2 separate regions of the Gossypium arboreum genome follow, and region 2 is linked to region 1. The links are chromatin contacts, called in public Hi-C maps. All regions are on one chromosome and are shown on one strand. Each heading gives the region's core, a stretch centred on a gene start, on an enhancer-like site or on the middle of the called end of the contact. The rest is flanking DNA. Distances are from core to core; before and after follow the strand shown. Region 1 holds the start of LOC108481588 (double-stranded RNA-binding protein 2-like). Region 2 holds the start of LOC108480093 (60S ribosomal protein L12-3-like).

What was found. A called contact is a pair of places that touch in the nucleus more often than the background predicts.
Region 2: a Hi-C map of leaf shows a contact between it and region 1, with 3 times the contacts expected there. The contact joins the promoter of LOC108480093 here to the promoter of LOC108481588 in region 1. A contact is called at or near these places in 2 of 5 Hi-C or Micro-C datasets (both in leaf).

What each region holds. Positions count from the first base shown.
Region 1 is chr1:6,075,335-6,082,601 of ASM2569848v2, forward strand. It overlaps LOC108481588 (double-stranded RNA-binding protein 2-like), which reads right to left and starts at 3,166. Exons shown (of 3, transcript XM_053018107.1): 1 at 3,161-3,166; 2 at 2,871-3,104; 3 at 2,474-2,779. The coding sequence starts at 3,166. The coding sequence ends at 2,474. It overlaps LOC108483159 (putative pentatricopeptide repeat-containing protein At1g10330), which reads right to left and starts at 4,226. Exons shown (of 3, transcript XM_017786388.2): 1 at 4,116-4,226; 2 at 2,879-3,104; 3 at 846-2,808. The coding sequence starts at 2,349. The coding sequence ends at 967.
Region 2 is chr1:6,233,819-6,240,631 of ASM2569848v2, forward strand. It overlaps LOC108480093 (60S ribosomal protein L12-3-like), which reads left to right and starts at 5,159. Exons shown (of 1, transcript XM_017782945.2): 1 at 5,159-6,191. The coding sequence starts at 5,459. The coding sequence ends at 5,959.

The DNA of each region.
Region 1 (7,267 bases), core at 1,916-4,415:
ATAAGCGCCTTTGTTAGAGTTGTAGGACCTAAATTCATGTTACATAAAATAAGAGATTACTTGTAAGTCAAGTTAAACAAAATATATTTTCTTTTTAGAAGATTTAGTATTTGCAAGTCAAGTTAAACAATATATATTTTCTAGAATATATTTTCTTTCTAGAAGATTTAATATTTATTAGTTTAATATATTTAACATTTATTAGCATTATTTATTTGGTTTACCAATTTAACTTATAAATAGACTCTTTCACAATTTTAGATAGTAAAATTATCTTTACCATGATTTTTTATTTGAAGAGATTTTTTCATGTTAAATTTATATGTTCAATTTCTTAATTTTTTTCTATTTTTTTACCTTATTCGCTGCTTAATTGAATCGATTCTCAATAGCTGTTTGATTATTGGAAGCGTGATAAAACCAAATCTTTTAAAGAATCCAAATGATAAACTTACTAGGTGGAGCCATCCTACAGGTCTATCAAAGGAAGCATAAGCCAATTAAAGCAAACAATTATTGGTCCATCAAGTTCAAACCAACAACGTAGCTAGCCTCCATATGTGCACCCACTAAAACAAAAGGCATCTCTATTTTCCCTTTCCGTCACCAAAAATACTACCTCAGATTTGGCCCAACAACCCGAGATTAATGCAATTTTAAATACCCTCAGTCAGTCCATGCCACCAAAAGTATAAGGGTCCCCTCAATCCCAATTTTTGTGTTCTTCCATTCACATGACAAACACATATCGAGTCAAGACAGGCTAAAGAAAGATAGTCAAGCAAGCATGAATTTCATTTGTCTTTCATATATAAATATCATCGTGCTGATTTGTTTGCATCATATTTGATTGTTCAATCTAAGAATGAATTCTCTAATATCTTGATTAGCATTTACCATCGATATTGCTGCTGCAGAATGCATGTGATTAGTTAAAGAATAGAGACATCTGTTTTCACACGATTTTTACATGGAATCAATGAAGCTATAAGCTGGAAATTTTTTTAAGCCTGCTTCTACCATGGCTTTCCTCAAGTCAGCTGCACGATCCCATCTCTCCTTGTCGGCATTCATGGTAGACAATGCTACATATAGTCCACAATGTCGTGGCTGCAACTCAAGCAACCTTTTCCCCACTTCATTTCCAAGTTCAATGGCACCATGAACCTTACAAGCACCTAAAAGAGCCCCCAAAACCGAAGCATCAGGTTGAAATGGCATAGTGTCTACAAACTCGGTCGCTTGAGTCAAAAGGCCTGCTCTGCCTAAAAGATCTACCATACACCCATAGTGTTCCATTATTGGCACAATGCCATATTGGCACCACATTGATTGAAAGAATTGTGAACCCAACTCCACTCTGTTGGTGCGAGCACATGCTGTAAGAACAGCAACAAATGTGACCTCATTCGGACACATTCCGTCCACTTTCATCTTCTCAAACAAGTCCAAAGCCTCCTTTTCTCTACCATTACATGCAAGAGAAGAGATCATTGCATTCCAAGTACAAACCTCTCTATCCAACAGATGATTAAAAACTCTAAAGGCAAACTCTAAATAACCTCTTTTTCCATAAAAATCAATCAATGCTGTGCCCATGAAAACAGTCATAACGCCCTCGTTTCTGAAAATATACCCATGTATCTGCCTCCCTTGATAGAACCCACCTTGCTTTTCTAAATTAGCACAACAAGAGAGTGCATTAACATAAGTAGCCTCGCTCGGTTTAACCGAAAATTCTATCATTTTCTCAAAAACCCAAAAAGCCTTTGCAAACTGTTTGCCCCTTACAAAACCATTCATAACACTTGTCCAAGACACCACATCCTTTTCAATCATGCGGTCAAAAAGGAAAAGAGCAGAACCCATATCACCATTTCTCCCAAAAGCATCAAGCATCGCATTACACGCAACGATGCACGGGTTAAGAATTTCTTCGAACACTTTACACACATTACTTAGGCTACCGAGTTTAGCATACAAACCAAGTAACGATGTTTGCACGAAGGAATCAGTCAAGATTCCACGCTTTAGTGCTTGGGCATGGAGGGGTGAACAAGAAAGCGAGGCTAAGGAGTGGGAGGTAGAGGCAGCTTTGAAAAGGGAAGTGAAAGTATGGCCATTGGGGGGTGCCTGATAATGAAGCATGAGGGTGAAGAGTGTAAGGGAACGATGTGGGATTATGTTGAGATAAGCTCTCATTAAGGTGTTGTAAAGGAGGGTTGGTTTCCATTTGGAAGCAGTATTGAAGAGGAGAGCGGAGGTGATTAGCAGGGAATGGATTTGCTTGATTTGGTTTGGACGTTTGATGAAACGTTGAAGGTGTTGCAGTAGATACTCAGAGTTCATGCGGCTTATTCGGGTTTCAGTGATGGCCCTTTCAGCTTTCTATATCATGGGCCTCATTACAGGGAGGCCTAGATCCAATTTTCTATTATGAAGGCAAAAGAAATTTAGGGCGTTCATTGTAATTTTATGGACGAACACCACGGCTTTCAGGAGTAGGTGTTTGCAATGATGTCAGTACGGGCTTCTCATTTGCTGTTGCTGACATAGATCTGTTTCGAGGAACCACCTTCGGGCAGATTAAAGTAAGGATTTTCGAGGTGGTAGCAGGAGGCTGTGGACCTGTTGGTCTAGGATTCTGACTAGGAAACTTATTTGTTAATACTACTGGCGCATTGGAGGAGTTTGCCATAGCCGTCTTTTCCTTTATTTGGTAATTCAACAGAGCCCGAGCTATCGTGATCTGTTCAAGCTCATCATTGTTCTCTGGCTCCTAAGAAGAATTTGCAGTTTCTTTCGTCACTGGAAATAAAACACAGTATTCAATTTCGAACAAACATTTATCCCTAGGAAAAATGAAACACAGACTCACATAGTTTTAGAGATGTCCAAGCTGCCATGGCTGCATTCTTTTCTGCTTGTTTCTTGTTCTTAGCTGGTTCCCCGGTGAATCTGATTCCAATTTCCGGCCAATTCAACCGTTCCCGTAAAAATAGGCGGGTGCCTGAGACCTGATCTAAATGTTGTATACTGAGGCAATGGAGCCCCAACTCTTTCTGCAATTTCCTGTAAGAGTTCTTATAAACTCCTGTCTCATCCTAACATAACAAGGCCGGATCAGTATCAATCTCAATAAAACTCGAGATATCCAGACAGGCATATTCGAGAAAATTGAGATATAAACACAACAAAAATCATCAAGAATTTGCCAATTCACTGAAGGTGCGTAGCTTCATATGAAACAATTAACTAAAATGCCTCTCATCCTTGTAGTTCTACACGATCCCCCAACCTAAGTCCAAGCACCCCATTTTGCTCGTATTTACATGCTTTTCACTATGCCGAAAAAGGCAATTCATATTAATAATGCACCAACACTCGTGTCTCAACAAAAACAATTCATACAAAATTAAAAATGATAACTTTGATCATTTGCTAAAGGAAAACTACCCGTTTCTCTAGGAAGCATTGCCAACACGAAACCGAACCCACTCTTCCCATAAAACCTGTCCCGAAAAAACACGTTCTTTTAACCTACAATAACATTTGCATATCACATTTCTTTTTCATTTTTTTTTTCTGTTGCGCAGACAAATGTTCATACACCTACTTGAACTAATTAAAGTCTGCAAGAGATTGAGACACCAAATTAAATTTTGCCTTCTCTACCGTTTTATCCTCGGGCAGTCAATTGAGATGGCCTGAAATGAAACATTTTTATGACCAAAATACCCATGATTAAGCCATTAATTACACCTACAGAACCCATATAATCAAAATACAGCAGTTTCCCAGAATATCAGAGAGAAAAAAAATTGAAGAAAAATCATAAGATTGAATCCCATTTTTATTTCCCTCAAAAATTAATTAAGTTTTCGCTTCCATCATCTGAAAAAAAGCCAAGAAAACCCCACTGCCTTCTGCTAAATCATTAACTATTGAAGGGCATTCTAGTAATTCCCTACGACTAGCTGAGCTGAACCTCCGGCGATCACGACGGCGGAGCAGGCTAACACCGATCACACCCCACGGCTCAATTTAGCATAGAAAGACCAAAAAAAAACAAAAAAAAGGCGCACCATTAGCGGAAGATTTGAGAAAGAACTTACTAGGATTCCAGCGGCGAGGGAGTGAGAAGGTCCACGGAGAGTCGAACAATAGTTAAAATTTTTCATCACTGCACCAAATAATTATTCTACTATATTAATATACTATTTATTAATTATTTGTTAAATAATGATATTTTTATTATTATCACATCGTAATTAGTAAAATATTAATAAATTGTTATATCTATTTTTTTAAAATTAGTTATTTAATAATATGGTAAATTAATTCAGAATTTTCTCGTGCTTTTATATATTATAAATATTTTTTATTTTAAAATATTATACTTTTATATTAATTATTATTAATTTATATTTTTAAGTTATAAAATCGATTAAATCAAAACCGAAGGTTCAAACGATTTCGTACTTTTTCGTTTTCCTTTAAAAACTTTAGAGATTTTTAAATAAAGTATTTTAAAAATATATATTAATCTTATTTAATTATCTTTATTTACTTATTTCGCAATAATATAAAGATTTAATTGGTGAGTTTATTTTGAAAGAGTTAAATTTACTTACAACTTTATAATATATAGATTTTTCTTTTGTTATAAGCAAAATAAAAGTATATATCTTTACTGTAATGTAATATAAATTTTAATATGATATTTACTTTTATTTATAACTCAAAAAATTGTGTTTTAACATACTTAAATCTACACATGTTAGTTGTTGAAATAATTGTTATAACTATTTAGGGTTTAATAACAAATTTAGTTTTAAATGTTTATATCTTTTGTCAATTTGATCTTTATTCTCTTTTTTAGTTAAATTTGATTATTAATCTTTCAAAATAATAATTCTACTTTTTAGAAAGGTTGATGGTTAAATTCGATTTTTTTAAAAGGTTAAGGGTCAAACTTAGTTAAAAAAAGGGTCAAATTAATAAAAATATAAAAATTAAAGACTAAATTTTTATTATGCCAATTAGTTATTAATGGGTTAATTATTACAACACTATGTAAAACTTCTATAAATAAAATTACGTTGCTACCGATTTTTTTAAAAAAATTGGTTTAAAATTGAAGTATTATTGTTAAAAATATTTTAAGAAGTTAAAATTTTGATCTTAGATATAATGTTGAAAAGTAAATATATATTTAAATGATATTTAAATTCATTAATAGTATGATATTTCAATAAAAATATGAGAAAATTATTTATTTTAATTTATTACTAATTTTTGATAGCTGAAATATAAATTTTAAGTAGTTAATTTTAATTCTTTGTAAATTTTAATTTCAATATATAAATTATATTTTAACTATTAAAATATAATTATCATGAATTCAAAAATATAACATTATATATTTGAAATAAAATTTAAAAGATAAGTAATTGTATAATCAACATAAATATCACAAAACATACATTATATGAAAAAAAATGTTTAAAATGTTATTTTGGTTCTCAAAGTTGTGATCAAGCTTTTGTGGATACAGGCTATACGTGGACGAGGAGTAATGCAGAGGCGAATTTGAAATTGGATCATCCTAAATCCATGCGCTTTTTATTGAATTGGTATTGTCTGGAAGGATTGTATAAAGCATAATACAAATGGGCTAGTGTCCAATGATGAATTTCATGTGTCCATTTGGAGGTGTACTTCGAGACTCAAAAGCTAAATAGTTGTGTGGTTTCTCAATGCCATTGGGTAAGAAAGTAGGGGCTAGAGAGATTGTAGTTATATAAGTTATATAACAAAATTTCATCAATGGGAATGGAGAAAGAAATAATGATCTCCAAATCCGAGATGAACAACAAATTCCATGAAATGAGAGTGGCTTACGACAACTCTTTTGGCAAACCACGATCAGTGGTTGGCAGCGACTTACAAGGAAAACCATGAGGCCTTGTTCAACCCAATCACGGCTTGTGGAGATACATATGTTTCACGTTGCAGCTTACAGAGGAAGTGGAGCAATGCTTCAAACCCTGGTTAAGTTGGTGCCGCAAACAAAGAAGTGCAAGGTGTTGAAGGTGAAGAACGTTTATGGGAACACCATCCTCCATGAACTGGTCACCACTGCCAAAGCCGAAGCAGCTGATTTGTTAATGAAGGAGGTATTGTTCTCTGACGGCTTGCATATCATGAAGATTATATACGGGAGAGGGAAGAGATACTGGCGGATCGGGACAAGTTGGGGGAAACCCCATTGTTCAGAGCTGTCGAATATGGCAACTTGTCGATGGTGAAGTACTTGGCTACACAGATTGAAGGAATGGGAGGAAATCTTCACAAGCATTACACTAGAGATCATGATGGACTCTCCATTCTTCATATTGCAGTGATTGGCCAGCACTTTGGTAATCCATTATGCTCAAATTATTCTATTTACTTATTTCACATAATTTTGTTTTCTTTATTTTTATAACATCAGTAATTAATTCAAATAGACTCCGGTTGGCAGGGGAGTAACCAGGGGCTGGCATGGGCCCCGGTTCCCCTAAAATAGAAATTTTCATTTTAAGCTCTTGAAATTTTTTAAAAATTTTAAATTAGTAAAGGTAAAATTGTACTTTGCCTCCCCTAAAATTATAAAAATTCAATTTAATCCTTTACAAATTATAAAAATATAAATTATAAAAAATTAAAATTTCATCCGCCTCCCCTAAAAAAATTTTCTAGCTTCGCCTCTGCCGGTTGGATATTTTTTAAAAATCATTTCAACATGATGAGAAGTGATTGTAAGAAACTGTAATTCTACATCATTCTTATTCATTACTAGTTGGAGAATGATTACATAAAATTTTATGTTTGAACATTGTTTTCTTCAAAAAATCCATATGAATATATATATTAATAAAAATACGCAATTAATTGCTAAATTTGTTGAAGGATAAAGCTACTTGTTCTTTGAAAATGTTGACTAAAAGGTTAAGTTAAAAATGAATTTGAAAATAAAAACATTTAAAATATAGAAAGAGATTTAAACTCGGTTTGACCCAACCTATTTTAAAGTTTATAATATATTATTTTCTTCTTTTTGTTATATATGATGTGATTTATATCATATAAAACATAAAATATATTATATTATAATTTAATATTAAACATATGTTAAAGCTGTTTATATTTAAAAATGCAGTGAAAGAAAAAATGTATAATTATAATAAAATATATAAATAATAACTAATAAATAAATAAAAAT
Region 2 (6,813 bases), core at 3,909-6,408, 160 kb after region 1:
ATTTCTAGATGTAAGAAATATAAAAACTAAATCTAAATCTTAACCTTTATTATTATTTTTTATTTTTTAAGAAAATAAATATTTAGATATATTTTATTGTGGTAGTGAAAAATGTCTATAAAGGGCAATTAAAGCTAGTTTCCGTATAAGATAAGTAGGTATTGACATAAAGTTCCAATTTCCAATAATAATAAAAAGTTTGATGTGATAGCTGCCATAGGCATTCATGGGCCATACCACCTATTATTGCCTTCAACGAGTGGGGGCCCAACCCAAACATCAATGATAATTACGTTTTCGGTACTTTAAAATCAACCCAAGAATATGCTTATCGGAATACAAGCTTTCATTTAATAATGAAATGTTAATAATTTAAATTTTAAAATATTTTAAATTTGAAATTATTTAATTAAATAAATTAAATAATTCGAGTTAAAATCAACGGACTCAACATAGAAAAATTACTAATGATTATAATTTAAATTAAATCAAATTTAAAATAATTTAAACTTAAAATAACCAAAATCTAAAATAATTAAAATTTAAAGCTAACACAAATTTAAAATATTTTAAAATTTTAAAATTCAAATTAACCAAATACAAAATAATTCAATCCATCTAATTAAAAAAATCAAAGTAACGGTTGTATGTAATTAAACAAATCATTTGGTTCTTGAAAATGAAATTTTCATTTGATGGTTTTGCAAACTAATTTAGATAAAGAATATTTAATTATGAGTTCAAGTCTGACTCTGATGACTGTTTGAGAGTGTAGTCGTCCAAAACCTAAAGTTAGAAGGGGCTCAAAAAAAATTTCAGCCTTTTACGTGGAAAAATATTTTCAGATTTAAATAAATTAATTAAATTATTAGGGCTTTTAATTTTTCACCATAAATGCTTTATCTCCTAGGGCTCCAAAAGCTTTTCAACTTTTATTGTATTATATTTTATAATTTCTTTTTAAAAGGACCTAATTTATTATTTCGCTTAGGGCCCAAAAATGTCTAGAATGGATGCACGAATTCCACCTAATTTAAATTAAATAATTTTTAAAAGTATTTTTATTTATTCTTCATTTAAAAAATATATAAATGTTATATTTTTAATATATGTAAAATTAGGGAAAACTATACATATGGTCACTCAACTATGTTCACGTTCCTATTTTTGTTACCCAACTTTAAAAAAAATTCAATTTAGGCACTGACGTTTAAATTCGTTCCTGTTTTGGTCATCCACGGTTAAATTGATAATGGAAAATATTTCTTTAACTGATTTAATAACACATTTAGTCTTCAACACTTAGATATATTCTATCAATTTGATTCTAATTCTAAATAATTCAATAAATTTAACCTTTCATATTTGCAAATTCTAGCAATTTGATCCTCAAACTTACCAACCAAAGCTTTCAACTTTTAAAATAAAAGCATTCCACATCTATTAATTGTTTTATTTATGACTAAAATTATCCAATTCAACACATAACCCTCTTTGTTTATATTTTTAATAAGTTAGTGTTAGAAATCAACTAAACCCTATTAAAAATAATAGAAAAATACAAAATTTTGAAAATATAAGTTACAATAAAATTATATAAATAATTTAATATTTGTAAAAATATTTTTCACTCTAGTAGCATAATTTTTGTTTTTAATCAAATTAGTAATACTTTGAGACTAAATCATATAATTATCGATCGTATTGCTTATTATTGATTTAAAAATTAAAATCAATTGAGTACTTAATGATCTCTTAATCAGTTTATAAATTAAAAAAATCATTATCAATGTAACAAAAGGAAATTCAATTAATTCTTTCACTTTTTTCTTATGAAAATTAAATGTTCATAATTTTTCTTATATAATTATTGATTGAACAATTAGATTTTTCAAAACCATATTTGTTAGCTCTAGATTAAATTTCCAATTTCAAGGACTTACTTCCAAGACTATTTATATGTACTTTTAAAGAAATCTTATATTGTTAACAACAAGAGTAAATCTAAAGTGTTATTTTTTAAGGTTTTTCCATTTTATTTAGCCAAAAATGTATCAATCAAAGGGATATACAATATTCTATTTAGAAGAAAACAAATGAAAAAGGAAATGATAATTGGCTCGAAAAACGGGGCGTTTGTTGAGAGAAAATTTTTTTGGGGGGTTTTACAAATTTATAGATGTGGAATGTTTTTGAAAAGTTGAAAGCTTTGGTTAACAAGTTTAAGGATAGAATAATGTAAATATTGAGGACTAAATGTGATATTATACCAGTTAAAAAAAGGCTTTATGTTATCAATTTAAGGATGAGTGACCAAAATAGAAACGAGCTCAAACATTAATGCCTAAATTAAAAAAGTTTAAAGTTGAATAACCAAAACAAAAATACGAACTTAGTTGAATGACCATTTATATAATTTAGAAAATAAATTATATATACAAATTAAACTAAGTCAAGATCATAGTTCGACTCTTAACTTAAAATTATTTATTCTTTCTGTAACGAGACCTAACATGAATCATAAACACACGTATCTATATACTTTGGATATACAATGTTCAAAATTGGAACAAATCCTATTCATTCACAATCTCCGTCAAAGCTGGATTCTAGTGAAGACCAAGCTATTACTTCAACATTGCGAATTTTGGCACCATGAAAATTACGTTTTGGGTGCTTCAAAATGATCCAAGGATATGCTTATCCCCAAATTCCAAAATTCCATTGTTTAATTCTAATTCTAATTTATTTTAATATAAAAAATTGATAATATTAATTTAAAAATAACTTTTATTCGAAATCATTCAAATGAATAATTTTAAATAACTTAAATTAAAATGATTTAACATGATATTGTTGGTAATATAAGGTGAGTAATCCCATATTGGTTGAGAAAATGTTATTAAGAGGATTTAAATATAGTCTTGCCTCTCACTCTCATTGAGTAGAACACCTATGTTTATTTATACAAATATTAAAATATTGTGTTAACCTTAGAAAGTCAACATGATCATGATGCCTTTATTTCTAAGGCAGCGATTCTTTCACGACATAGTAATTATTTTATTTATTTATGCCCAGTTTATTTTTCCTAATAAATACTAATGAATTCAAGGAAAATTTGAATTTAAAACTCTATTTATCTAGTAAAATTTTGTATATTATGGAGAGGTAGTTGCTATATAGCTATCTATAATATATATATTTATAATAATTCTATTTGTCCGTTAAAATTTTATATGTTATGGAAATGCGGTTGTTATACATCAATTTATACTATATATATATAAGCATGAATTTGGAGAAATTTTTAAACCGACAAGTATACTATTTATTTTTCATCATATTACTAAATTAACTTTTATAATGTAATTTAGAATTATTAGATAAAATAATTTGCACTAGTTTTAAAATAGAGTTATTCATTCAATAGAATTATAAACATAAAATATATAAAATTTTGTGATAGTTAGAATTATAAATATAATTTACAATTAAAAATTTTACTATTTTTTTAATAGTGCTAATTTTATTGATGTCAAATAGAGTTATTGTTTGAATAGAACTCTAAGCATTTTAATTATTGCTTAATTAATATTATAGTTATATACCAATTAAAATTTAAGCTTGACATTATAAATAACATTCAATAGTTAGACAAATTTGACCAAGTAGCATCTAAAAGAAATTATCGGTAAAAAAATGGATGTTACATCTTATTGCCAATTTTCTTCATCCAAGAAAACCTATTGGTGGCTGGTGGAGTTTTAGCAAATGACAGGCACCGTTATTTGTCCATCACAACTTGTAAAAACAACAAAGATACCCAAAAAATAGACCTGCAAATTGAAAATATAGAAGATGCGTGTAGTGAATGAAAAGAATAAAAAAAGAAATAGTTGATGGGAGAGGAAAAATGCAAGCGATAACCAGCCTAGAGGCGGACACTGTCGTTGAGCAAAACTTTTAATCATTATTTTAAATGTGTTTATAAATTAGTTTAAATAAAATTTCTATTTATCATGAATTATTATTATAATTATTGCATGTTGTTTTACCTTCTTTTTTTTTTAAATTAACATTATAGTTTACTTTCTCATATAGTTTTGAATTTTTATATTATTTAAAATTAAGAAAATTTATCATATTAATGATAAATAACAATAATTAAAAATAAATAATTTGAAAATTAAATTTATAAAATCACATACGTTGCATTAGAAGCTAGTAAGAAACAAATCTCTAAGACACTTACAACGATATTTAACATTCAGATCATAATTGAGGTTTTTTTCTTTTGTAAATTTTCAAATTGAAAAACTGTAATTATGTTAAAAATATTTATTGTTGAGATTTAGATGGTATTTTAATAAAATTTACAAATGAAATTTCATTTACTAAGAATTGTTTTCATTTAATAATATATTATTAATATATTTTTATATAAATTTTAAACATTTTAATGAAAAGTATATTAATTAAAAATTACTATTATTATTTATTTCACTTAGGAATAGAACTAATTTTACAAATGATGTGCTTGGACACCACAGAGTAATTAGATGAATGTGTAATTATTTAGGTAATAAATACACCCTATTGTAATTATAAGGAATTTGGGGTGTTTCAATTGCACTCAATTCAATGAGATTCATCAATTACAATGATTATTTAAACTTGTTACAAATCTAATTACTAAATGACTTTCTAAACGCATCATTAAATTTTAGATAAGGGGGTGTTATAAAGAACAAATTTAGTAAATAGTGCACTTCGTATTTTTATGGTTGTTATTATGTGTGAAAATTTGTTATAAAGGGCAAAAAAAAAATATTTTGTAAAAATTTAATTGTTATAATTAAATGAGCATGACAGTTATAACGAGGACTGACTCTGCATTTTTACCAATAATATATTTGTGGTTTGTTCTTAAGTAGAGTGATTTTTCTTTATCATAATAATATAAATCTAGATTAAACTAGATCAATCGAGTTAGTTGATTAAAAAGGAATATGTTGGTCTAACAATTCAATAAATAAAACTTTCCTAAAATAAATTGGTAGAGTAGTGTAACCAAAGAAACCTCGTTAACGTGGGTGTTTACAAAAAGTAAGCTTAGTGATAAAACTTATACAAATATTTTTTGACGAAGCACTAGAGAATATGTATAAGAAAAATATGAAAAAAAAAAGGATATATGAATTGTAGTTTATAGAAGCCCAAAAATCTACCAATTTTAATTTTTCAAAAGAAACCCAAATATCAAAACTTGCTCAGCCCAATGCAGTCTCTGAAAATAGTAAATGACGGAAACATCCCTCGTACGCGCCTATTGTTCCCCATCCTTGTAAAAGGTTAGATCGGGTATTAAACAAGAAAAACCCTAGCTATATTATATCATCTCTTTACACTCTTTCAGTTTTACGAAAACCCTAGCCACCTTCTTTCCTACGCCAAAATGCCGCCAAAATTTGATCCAAGCCAAGTCGTCGACGTCTTCGTCCGCGTCACCGGCGGTGAAGTCGGAGCAGCTAGTTCACTCGCTCCGAAGATCGGTCCTCTCGGTCTCTCTCCCAAGAAGATCGGAGAAGATATCGCTAAAGAGACCGCCAAGGAATGGAAGGGTCTCCGCGTAACCGTCAAGCTCACTGTCCAGAACCGCCAGGCGAAGGTCATGGTGGTACCGTCGGCGGCAGCGCTGGTAATCAAGGCATTGAAGGAACCGGAGAGGGATAGGAAGAAGACCAAGAACATCAAGCATAACGGGAACATCGGACTCGATGACGTCATAGAGATCGCTAAAGTAATGAGGCCGAGGTCCATGGCTAAGGATTTGAGAGGGACGGTGAAGGAGATTCTGGGCACCTGTGTTTCCGTTGGGTGTACCGTCGATGGTAAAGACCCTAAAGATTTGCAGCAGGAGATTGATGATGGTGATGTTGATGTTCCTCTCGAGTGAGTAAACTTCCTTTATTACTTTTAAGATCATATCTTTTTTAATTTTGTTTATCTGTATGGTTTTGGAGAATTTACGGATATTTTCTATCAGAGATTGTTTTTGAGGTTAATTTTAGATGATGTTAACATTTGTGGGTCATCTTTATGGCTATATATGTGATGTTTAGTTATATCCTCTGTTTGTCCTTTATATTGTATTTTTTTCGTAATGCAAGTCTTGGTATTTTGCTTAAGCTTGGTAATTTGGAAATGAATTGAAAATGTGAGTCTTTTGACCATGCTTCAGCTTAGTAAGTGAGAAATTAATGGAAAATGTTGCATTTTAGTATAGTTTTTAAGTTATTCAATGTGATTTAGGAACTTGATTGCATTGATCTACTGGTTCTCTATGAGTAATGTTATTGAGATTGTATTTTTAAGATTGATATATCTTTGAATGTTGTTGCTAAAGAATCTGAATGCACATACTATTAGAATAATTTGTTATCACAACAGGATTATGTGCATTGTTAGTTGTAGCTGTTCAGGCTTAGATTATTTTCAAAAGTTTGAGAAGTTGTCAGCTAGACCTGTGAATTTTGCTCCGAAACCCTAAACCGGCTTGAACCCAAAATGATTGAACTTGTATTGACCCGGTCTAAAAAAACCTCAGCCTCCCAAACCTTAAATGAAGACCTGGAGCAGAAATAATCCGAAAATTTTAAAACCGATCCATTCAATTTACAGGTTTATTGGTCTAACGATTTTTACATGCTTAACATCATTTGTCTGTTTAGCTGGTTTAGCTTCATTGCTAAATGTTTGACTTATCAGTGATTTATTTGATTCATTATTGCATCCTGAATAAATGTATTA